Regions from separate parts of the Rattus norvegicus genome. Here region 1 is linked to region 2. A link is a contact called in public Hi-C data. All regions are on one chromosome and are shown on one strand. The core of a region is the stretch at or near the end of the contact, and the rest is flanking DNA. Distances in the headings are between cores, read along the strand shown.

Evidence for each region. A called contact is a pair of places that touch in the nucleus more often than the background predicts.
Region 1: a Hi-C map of Schwann cells shows a contact between it and region 2, with 3 times the contacts expected there. The contact joins the promoter of Plekha5 here to the enhancer-like site in region 2. A contact is called at or near these places in 4 of 12 Hi-C or Micro-C datasets (Schwann cells, frontal cortex, liver and 1 more).

What each region holds. Positions count from the first base shown.
Region 1 is chr4:175,063,055-175,068,792 of GRCr8, forward strand. It overlaps Plekha5 (pleckstrin homology domain containing A5), which reads left to right and starts at 2,129. Exons shown (of 32, transcript NM_139340.3): 1 at 2,129-2,314; 2 at 2,439-2,518; 3 at 4,659-4,716. The coding sequence starts at 2,223.
Region 2 is chr4:174,928,444-174,934,012 of GRCr8, forward strand. No RefSeq gene overlaps it. Among named protein-coding and RNA genes, the nearest start is that of Plekha5, 130 kb to the right of the region's middle. Within about 2 kb of position 2,013, at least 17 of the 93 cell types and tissues checked have an H3K27ac peak or open chromatin away from gene starts, as enhancers often do. A contact at or near this core is called in Schwann cells, where this site is marked.

The DNA.
Region 1 (5,738 bases), core at 879-3,378, 130 kb after region 2:
GCATCCTTTGCTACATATGTGACTGGAGCCATGGGTCCCTCCATGTGTACTGTCTGGTTGGCGGTTTAGTCCCCGGGAGCTCTGGGGAGTCTGGTTGGTTGATATTGTTGTTCTTCCTATGGGGTTACAAACCCCTTCGGCTCCTTAAGTCCTTTCTCTAACTCCTCCACTGGGGTCCCTGTGCTCAGTCCAATGGTGAGCTGCAAGCATCCTCACCTGTATCAGTGAGGTTCTGGCAGAGCATCTCAGGAGACATCCATGCAAATGTTTTTCTTTTCTTCCTTCTCTCTGTCTCTCTTAATACCTCCCCAAACCTCAAGCATAGAGTCTACAGTCTACTATTGAACTACACCCTTAACCCTTGGTTGTGATTTTTAAAGATACAAAAGTTAATCTGTATTGCTTTTTGAGATGTGCTTTCTGCGAACACATCTTGTGGTAGCAAAAGATCCAGCGTTAAATAGAAGCCTACCACAGCACACAGCCAACGTGGAGACTTCTCGGTGGTATTCAAACATTCAAAGCCCACAGCAGGACCATCGAGCACTAGATTTGTAAGCCACTGTGGCATTTGGGAGGTTTTTTTTAGTTTGCAATGGTAGCAGAATCAAGAGTCAGCAGCTCTTCACATCCTTGCTGTGCTGTTCCAGTGACCACGGATGCTAATGTTGGACATTTCCTGCTAGCTATTCATTGATTTAAAAAAAAAAAGTCATATTTTCCAGAGACTGGGCAGGAGATAAGATGTCAAAAAGTAATAAGGACTGAAATGAAGGAGTAGAATACAAAGGAACCCCAAAGAGAAAACATTACAGCGATGGTATTTTTTTTTTCCTCCTGTATATGCAGATGGACAGGAAAATTATAGCAGTAATTGCAGTCTCTGTTTCACCAGAGACGTATGGCCTTGGGGAGTCAGGAGATAGGAGAAAAAGCCAATGAAAATGCACTCTCATCGGGAGCTTTGGCCAAGGGCATTCGACCTCCCTGTGCCTTGGTTTCCTTAAAGGTTGAAAAGGATGATTTACCTATTTTAGTTACTGAGAAGATGAAGGAGATAATGCTTCAGAAGCACCTAAAACTGGTCAGGGGAAAAAAAGGTGCTTCGAGAATGCCAAGTTATACTATTATTATTGAACTGTGTCTCCTTTTGGGATGAGTCACTTGCTGCAAAGCCTTGGTGACAATTCCAAGTGTGATGACGGATCAGGGGCAGTAAGGAGCAAGCACAGTGCTCTTGGTGCCAAGGGAGGTCTTACTAGTAGTGAACCCTTTCTTTGTTCAAAAGACAAGGGGAGTGGGGGTGTCAAGGCATTAAAAAAAATACTATACAGCAACGTATTCATTCAAACAGACTCTTGAAAATCTATAGGCGATTTGAACTCAGGCTTTGCCATTTTCCCCATAACTCGGGGCACAATCACCTTTGTTCCTTTATATTTTCCCTCCCCCGTCCCCTCAACTCTGTGAAATATAGACAATCAGGATGTAAATGTCCACTATCCCAAGGACTCCGTAAAGTAAATTGCCCTTGTAATAAATGAGGGAGATCGGGAGCCTAGAAATTCACGTTGATAATCCAGTGCATCTTTTTAAGAAGAGGAAAAGGCAAGTTTTTATTTTCTAAACTGTTATATGACTCAGAAGCCTAGGAAGAAAAAAAAAAAAAACAGTAACAAAAAGACCTTAAGTCTGAATCAGTCCCATTTCAGTGGTCCGAGCTCACTCGTGGACCCTCCTTTATTTGGCACGCCACACATCAGAAAAGCCTTTCCCAAAAGCAGTTTTCCAGTTCAACGCCCGGCGTCTCTCTGAGTAGCTCCTGGCTAGGCAGTAGCTGGTGCAAAACCTCACGGGTTCGGAGCCGAGCCCTCCGGGTGGGCGCCGGCGGGACCCGACCCCGGAACCTTCGCGCGGCGCGGGCGGGGCGCGGGGGAGGGCTTTGGCGGGGGCGCGGCGCCGCTTCGCCCAGCCTCCGAGCGAGCGCAGCGCGGGCCGGCGGCCGGCCACGGAGATGCCGAAGGGCGGCGACGCGGGCCGGACTCAGCCGGGGCGGCAGGGAGGGCGCCGCCCGAGGGGGTAGGGCGGCAGCGGGGGCGCGCTCGGGCCGGGCCGCGCGCCCTGCGCTCGGTTCGCTCGCTCGCTCGCTCGCTCGCTCGCGCCCTCCTTCCTCAGCAGCGGCGGCAGCGGCGGCACAAGGCGGCGGCGGCCGGGGAGCAGACATGGCGGCCGACCTGAACCTGGAGTGGATTTGTTCGCTGCCGCGCTCCTGGACGTACGGGATCACTAGGGGCGGCCGCGTCTTCTTCATCAAGTGAGCGGGCGGGGGAGGCGCCGCGGGGCGGCTGGGGTGGGGGGGACGGCGGGAGCGAGCGGGCCGGGGGCCCCGCGGGTCGCCCCTCGCGCGGCTCAGCTCCCGTCCCTTCTCTTCCCTGCAGCGAGGAGGCCAAGAGCACCACCTGGCTGCACCCGGTCACCGGCGAGGCCGTGGTCACCGGGCACCGGCGGCAGAGCACAGGTAGGACGAGCCGGGGCTGCGGCTCGGGGCCACCTGGCGGGGTTAGAGGTGCTCCGGGCTCCGCGCGACTGAGTCCCGGGGCGCCTTTCTTCTCCGCCTTTTCATCTGCACTTGGAGACGGCGCCCTCTTCCTGCGCCCTGGTCCCCATCCCTACCCCGACACCCCCGTAGGATGGGCGACGCCCCTCTATCCCAGATCGCCCCCGTCTCAGCCTCCAGCACCCTTCACGAATTTCTCGCCTGCTCCCCTTTGCTCCCCGTACTCCAGCACCCCCGCGTTGAGACGGTCCCGCATCCTCACCCTGCTCCCCAGAGAACTGCCTTCTGCCAAGCAGCTTCCTCCTCCTCCTCCACCTCCTACTTCTCCTAAGTGGGACTGTGGGTAGGTGACTGATGGAAGAGTTAGGGGTGCTGCAGTGCCCCCCCCCCAACAATGTGATCCAAACGCCGGTGAGTCCCCTCCTGCGACCCGAGGAGCAGCTGGAGTTAGGACACTGGAGCGGCGGGCGCCGCCGCAGCCAGTGATCCCGGCTCAAAAGTCCCCAGTAGCTGCAGCCAAGCTGCACGTACCACCAGCAGGCGGTGGGCGAGCCAGGGCGGTCCCGCATGGGGGCATTCGGGCCCCAGTTCTGCGAGGAAACGCATCTCAGGTTGCTTTGATAGCTTTCTTGAATGCCTAGCTTGAGTTGAGCCAGAGGAGGGCTTGTAGTGGTTTCAGTGCGAGTCCGGCTTTCTTTTGTCATTCTTTGTTTACATTCAACCAACTTGTTTGCTTGAAACGTAACGTGAGTGCACAGACTGGCCCGCCTCTATTCCCGGTGACTGCAAAGGCTTGAGAACAGTTGGGTCGAAGGTGAGGCCGGTTCAGCCGTCCCCTTAGGTACTTTTCTCCCCAACTCTGAGGTTCCCAGAATTTCCTATTAAAGTTGCCAGAAGGGTGAACAAACCTGCCTTTTCTGTTAAACGCTGGAGTTGAGTGAACTGACTAATAATGTGTCCAGATTTGCAAAACTGTGGAGGAGGAAAGGGAAGGCTGCTGCAGCGAGCGTGTGAGGTTACATTTTTAGGGCATTTCTGACTAATAAACCGACATGCTTCCTAACTCCCTGTTCGGTCTTCGGCTTCAGCCTGCTTTGTACACTATATGGCACTTTGATAGCCTCGTTACTTTAGTGGCCATGGACACTATTATTTCATGGAAGACAATATATGATTAAAAGAATTTAACCAAATGTTTTATGGCATTATTTCAGGCTTGTTTGGGTTATGTATGACACGAATGTCTTTGAATTACCCTTACAGATTAAATAGCAGCCACATGCCAGAAATATTTTTTCCTGTGATGTGATTTCACATTTACCTATTTATTTATTCTTGTTTGATTTACTTTGCTTGGGCTCCGGTTTTGTACACACACGGATGCCTTTCCGTTTTGGAGATGTATGATTAAGTCCAGACCACTTGTCATCCTAAGTACCATGTGGCACATAAAGATACAGTCGCTCACTTGAAACTTCACATCTCTTAAGGTCAAGTGTATTGAAACACGTGCGTCAGCCAGTTTCCCACTAACTGAGCGCTTGAGTTCTTTTCATGGTAGATGAAAATCTAGATGTGTTTGGATTGAAAAGTGGGGTTTTGAATTGACAAGATATACCTAAAAAGGCGGGGTTGGGGATTTGGCTCAGTGGTAGAGCGCTTGCCTAGGAAGCGCAAGGCCCTGGGTTCGGTCCCCAGCTCCGAAAAAAAGAAAAAAAGGAAAAAGATATACCTAAAAAGGCAAAATGCTGCCATTTGGGGTTTGTGCCAATCAGTGATGGGTATTTTACAAGGTTTTGAAGACTTTGCCTTTCGGAGTATCAGAGTATAGTCCTTTCCCACCCTGACTACTATTAAAGGGAACAGTTATGTTATTATTATCTTAAATATTGCTGGAACTTTCCTGGTGGCTTTAAATTTGAATTATCACCTTCCAAATTCCAAGTAATGTTATATTGATTGACTAATGATCTTGCCAGCCAAGACTTTGGATGGACACATACTTAAATGAATGTAGCTAATGGTGAAGACAGATAAGAAAGGTTTAAGCTTATTTTGCAATCTCACTGAAGTAATACTAACTATAATGTATATTTTTTAGATTTGCCCACTGGCTGGGAAGAAGCATATACATTTGAAGGCGCAAGATACTATATAAAGTGAGTGAATTTTGATTGCTTCCCTTGGTAACTCAAATGTTGTAATGAACCTGAAGTTGGATACTTGTGAGTCTAGACACAATCATATCTTAAAGTCTATTATACAGTATTAATTATATCCTTTATATGGTTATGAAATTTTGAGGGGGAGGGTAGCCCTTTTCATTCATTATCTTGTTATTTACCTGGGTATTCACGGATTCACAGATTGCAGATTAGGTCACTTTTTACCACGTTAGTTTGCTTGATGTTCAGTAGGCTTCTGTGGTGGGATATTGTCAAGTCTCCTGACTTTAGTTATGTGGTACTTAGAAGTTTTGTGTTTTGGTTATCTGTGATAAGAAAACTATACCTACACATGCACACACACACACACACACACACACACACACATGCACACTCACACACACTCATACATCTGTGTTGTTTTACCATTCCTCCTTGAGAGGTGAGTCCAGCTTAGATGGCAGGTGACAGCCTGAGTTGTTCATAAGCAGCAAAGCTGATGCAAAGCTGAGGCCTGTTCAGAGGAGAGTGAAGCTCGGTGAACTCAGGACGCTGCACGCCTACCCCTGCAATGGCGCTTGTTTATAATTCTGGGTTAGTGTCATTAAAAACATCCCTGATGACGCGTCTCACTAATACCTGCTTGGGGAAGGCTTTGAAAAGAGCTTGAGAGGAAAGATGGCTGACTAATCTGTGAAAACCAGTTCTATGGGCTCCAGAGCAGGTTGCCGTTCTCCTTAAAGTTGGTAGTACTCCACACAAGCGCCCTGCTGGACGTCAGCATTACATAGGGAAGATCTCATGCTACCAGGGGAAAATAAGTTGTTTTGTTTTTGTTTCAAGTTAAAAACTATTTGTAAAAGAGCTTTGCTTTTGTTCTTATAAACATTTTTGGCTAATTTTAAGTGACTGAGTCTTGAAAGAGAATACTTAAGCACAAGATTTAGTAACAAGCTTAGTAGTTTATTAGTAGTCACAGATTCCAAGTTTAAAGGCACATTGGGCCCAGTTGGTTA
Region 2 (5,569 bases), core at 763-3,262:
TCTGTGTGTCTCTGTGTGTGTGTGATGTGTGTGTGTGATATGTGTGTGTGTCTCTATGTGTGTGTGTGTGATGTTTATGTGTCTGTGTGTGATGTGTGTGTGTGTCTGTGTGTGTGTGTGTGTGTGTGTGTGTGTGTTGTGTGCGGGTCAGAGAACAGCATTTGGGAATTGAGCCTCTCCTTGTACCATGTGGGTCCCAGGCTCCTCAGGTTTGGGGGCGACTCTCTGTACCCACTTTTTCAGCAGCTTCCATGTGTGAACTGATCTCTGATCTCACATCTCATTCCTTCCTTCTCAGGGACCCTGACTGTCTTTTGTTGCCTGTCTTTCTGAAATAAAGTGTCTATAATCTCCAAATTTACCTAGTAGATAACATCACTACCCATATAGTATTACTAAAAGGTATTTTGGTAACGAGAGCAACTTTCTGGCCAAATATGAAAATGCATGCAAATTTTTATTAATATGTGAGCATTAAAAAGGCTTTACAACTCCGGAACTTGCTGAATTCAGTCCTGTGGGCATTCAAACATCTTCCAAGAAATACGACTGCAGGAACATTTCTCCTAATCTACTCAGAACAAAAACAGGACCTTCCATTAAGGATAAAATTCAATCAGATGTAATCTTTGGCCTGAGTGCTTCCTCAAAGACTTTTGAGTTGATGGGCATCCAAATTCTTATTAAAACGTAATATGATGATGCAATTCTGTGTTCTATCTTTATATTCTTTATATCACATTTATAGATATCTACACATCATTTCTGGTCAATAAACGTATCTTAAATACCAATTATCTTAGCCCACAAACACACACACACACACACACACACACACACACACACACACACACAAAATTTCCTACCAATGCAGCACATTGGAATGATAAAAAGTCCAGGCCTGGGTAAAGATAGTCAGGGTACGTTAGGCCTGTCTGAAGTTTCTATTGATCTGATAAAATAACCCTGGTAAGAGCAACCACGTGAAGAGACCGTTTGTTTAGCTCACACTTTCAGATTATTGTCCATCATTGTGGGAGATCAGAGGAAGGAGCTCTGAGGAAATGACCTCATCACCACCACAACCAGGAACAGAGACCAGTGACCGCACGGCAGTGCCCAGTTCCACTTCCCTGCTGTCACGCAAGTCTGGGTCCTGTCTACTCACGGTACCCTACAGACGTGTTCACAGGCCACCCTGATCTAGACAATCCCTCACTGGGACTCTTTCCCCACTGATTCTAGATCGTCAGTTGACAATTAAAAGTAATCATTACAGGACAAGCAAAAGACTCAACGGGAAAAAGGTATGAGCCCCAAGGCCTGACCACATCAGCTTGATCCCCAAAACCTGTGAGTCCTCCAAGCCTCTGACCTCCAAAAGTGTACAGCTCTGTGTTGTTGTTGTTGTTGTTGTGGTGGTGGTGGTGGTGGTGGTGGTGGTGGTGGTGGTGGTGGTGGTGGTTTGAAATGCAGTCTCATTTAACCCAGGCTAGCCTCAAATTCTTGACCATAACAAATGAGTGAAATTCTGCTCCCAAGTCAGAAAACTTCAATGAAACTAATATATTTCTTGAGATAAAATTTCTTGAAAATCCTTTCATGGTATGAGAAAGGAGAAATATTTCTTAGGCAGGACCCAGAAAGACACACCCCTAAGAAAGAAAAATAAATAAATTTCAGCAGCAACAACAAAACTTATCCTTTTGCTATTTGAAAGATCTTGTGACAGGAGGGGGAAAAAAAGCAAGCCACAGATTGGTACAAGTGCTCACAGAGCCTTATCCCCAGAAAATAAAAAAATAAAATGTTCCCAGCACAAAATGAAGTCAAAGACTTATTTTTTTTTAATGGACCAAATATTGAAACAAAAACTTCTCAAAAGGAAATGTTAAGCCCAGAGCTGGCCTGACCACTGAGACAGATGACAGATGCTCCTGGTTCTGCCTCTGTGGAAACAGTGTGGGTGCTGAAGGCAGAGAGCCAGCTCTCAACATGAGCTTGCTGCCTGGGCTTCACAGCATCCCCTGGGACTTGGCCAGGCTCCCAGGCGCCCTCCTGACCTGGTGCCTTGGCCATACCAGAGGCAGAGCATAGCTTTCCTTTTAGTGCAGGCTTCAACCTCTGGGGGTGGGGTAGGGAGAGAATAAGTTAAAAAAGTTAATCAGAGAGAGACAGAGACAGAGACAGAGACAAACAGAGACAGAGAGACAGAAACAGAGAAAGAGAGACAGAGACAAAGAGAGACAGAGAAAGAGAGACAGAGAGGCAGAAAGATTCAGAGAGACATGGGGGAAGGAAAGGATGGATGAGGGAGGGAGGGAGGGAGGCTGAGAGGGAGGGAGGCTGGGAGGGGAGAGGCTGGGAGGGAGGGAGGCAGGATGCCAGGCTGAGTATAATGGTCCATGCCTGTAATCCCAGCATTTGGGAGGCTCAGGCAGGAGGATGTCCTTGAGTTCAAGGCCATCTAGGGTACATATAAAGACATTGTGTCAAATAAATAAAGTAGGAGGAAATAAGAGGGAAGGAGAATCTACCAAAAGGCATTTTGTTAAAACATGTCATAATAAGATTTAATCCCGTGAACACTAATTCAAAAACTTTAAAATGATTCAGTGGTTAAGAGCACTGACTGCTCTTCCTGAGTTTAATTCCCAGCAACCACATGGTGGCTCGCAACCATCTGTAATGAGATCTGATGCCCTCTTCAGGTGTGTCTGAAGACAGCTACAGTCTACCCATATACATAAAATAAATCTAAAAGAACAAAAACTTTAAAAGAAAGATTACTAAGTCATTAAATTTAATTTTTTTAAAAATGAAAATATCTACCAAAGAGCTCATGGAAAGACTACTCACATCGAGGGCAAGTAGAGAAATGAAAATGTCTCTGATCCAAAGATGAGCCCTCTTGCCTCCTCCATCCCTCTGTCTCTTGCCTGCTCTCCTAACATAAAACAGTTTCCACCCTGGGATAGATGATCCAGCAAAAAGATCCTTCACACGCCCAATCTCCCTTGATCCTGAGCTTCCAGTCTGGACCTACCACAGAACTCTGTTCTTTATAAATTAGACAGACTCAGGTATTCTGTCATAGCAAAAAGAAAAGTACTCTAAGATAGTAATTTTCTTTTTCCTTTTTTTCTTTTTGAACCTTAGTCACTCTCAGTAGCTCCACAGAAGATTCCATAGGTTTTACTCTCACTGAACCTTTATCTAAAAAGTATGACTAATACCATGTACTTACCTGTTCTGAGATGAGAACTGTTTTAAATAATTCATGTGGACCACTTAGCACAATGATTGGCTCATAGTAAGAATAATAACATAAACTCAATGGCTGCTGGGAAGGTGTCTTAGCTAGGGTTTTACTGCTGTGAACAAGACACCATGACCAAAGCAAGTCTTATAAATTACAGCATTTAACTGGGGCTGGCTTACAAGGTCAGAGGTTCAGTCCATTATCATCAAGGTAGAAGCATGGCAGCATTCAGGCAGGCATGGTGCATGGAGCTGAGAATTCTACATCTTTGTGAGTTGATGTCATTATGCAACTGAAGGCAGGCAAGTTAGGTCAAGGTCATGGTTGGATAGTAAAAAATATGTCAGGGACATAGCTTTTATAAGGAAGGCGAGAAGGAGAAGAAAGGAGAATCAAGATGGAGACAAGGGAGGATGACCCAGATCCAGGTGGTCTTGAATTGCTGAAATGGATTTCTGTAGGCAAATTTATCCTATGTAGGTGGGCGGTTTATATCAATTGGTTGTAAGTTTATTATGTGTATGTATTGTGGATTGAGAATTTAACGTATAAATCTGATCGCTAGGTTTTAGTTTATCGTCTTGATTTTACCTGGTAGCTGGGAGTTGATACTTTAACTACCAGAGGGCGGTTGCTGGGAGTGTGGGCAGAGTCCCTGGCCGGGAGCCATAATAGGCCAGCCCCTGCTAGACTTCCAGAGCCCAGATTTTACCCGGTAGCTGGAACCAGAAAGTTCGTGACTAGCAGAGAGCCGTCAGGAGAGATACTTAAATCTAAGACAAATTAGCACTAGTTCCAGTGGCCTGTTGGAGCCAGAACTAGTGACCACCAGAGTACTCATGGGAACCGGTTCTTCTGCCTTTTTATTTTTACCACAACACATCTTCATCCAAAAGGAAGCCAGAAACAGACTGGGCATCCACAGGCAGCTAGGAGGAAGATTTCCAAGGCCACTCTCACTGTGACACACTTCCTCCAACAAGGCCACACCTTAGAAGGTGCCACTCCCTGAAACGAGCATACGCAAACCATCCCAGAAGGTTAAAGGTAACATGGGCACTGCAGTCCCTTAAGTTTCCCTGAGTGGGGGAAAAAAAAGAACTCTGAGATAGCAATTAGGAAAGACATGAATTATTCGGGAGAGCGATCCAGGTAAGAAATGGCAGAGAAAACGCTGAGGTAAAATGACTCAGATAAACGTGGTTTGGGGCCACCATCAGATCTATATTCTACCAGTTCTATCTAGTTAACAGTAATGGAAATCAACATGGAGGCAGGAGAAAGCAGGAGGTAAGGAGCTTAGGAGTGTCTAGCTTGAGAAAGAGCAGAACATGTCTGATAGACAGAGATAAGCGTCCTGAAAAGGCCGTTCTGAAAACAATGCACAAAGATGAACACAAAGAGGCCATGCCCTGAGACAGAGAAGTGAAGTGCAATCTGTCACTGCCAGGATGTAGGGGACAATGCTTAGACTCAAAAAGAGAAAACAGAAACAGAAACGCCAGAGCTCTTGTAGGGGAGCATTTTCAAAACACGGGGCAGGGGCATGTCCATTTGTGGCCCAATGGCTGTCCCAGGGTAGCTCTAAATGTGGCCTACCACAGTTGGAAATGGCGAGGCTTTATTCTAATGGCACCCTGATAAAAGCAAAAATAAGAGGGGAAGGGAGGGAGGGAGGGGGAGGGAGGGAAGATGAGAAGGAGAAAGATAATAAGGGAGGGAGGGAAGGAGGAGGGAAGATGGGAGGGAAGGAAGGGCAGGAATCATAAACAGCGTCCAACTTGACCTGGAAAATCAGGTTGCCCCTCACAGGAAATGCCCAGGTTTACAATATGTACAGGATAAGAGCAGGGAGGAAAAAGCTACAGAGACAATTGTTTTAAAAGGAAGACAGGGTCTGGGGAGATGGCTCTGTCAGTGAAACACTTACCACCCAAGCATGAGGATGTGAGTTTGATGCTCTCCTTCCAGCACTGATCTGACACAGGAGCATCCTGGAGACTTGCTAAAGGTTTAAAGGACAGTACACCGTTCCCACCTTCTCTTCCTGCTACTGAGGCCACTGGGAAGGTGTCGGGCAGCATAAATGTGTCGTCCCGGTGTCCCTGGGAGAACACAAGGAGTAAGCCTTCTTTCTAATTTGGGTGGGGGAACACCACACCGAGAAGCAAGGTCTTTGTGCTTTGAGATCATTAAACTTGGGGTATGCTTGTTACTGTAGGGAGCTGTCAAAGCATGGTGGCGCGGGGTATGATCCCAGAACTTCGGAAGTGAGGCAAAAAGATGGAGGAATTCAGAATCATCCCT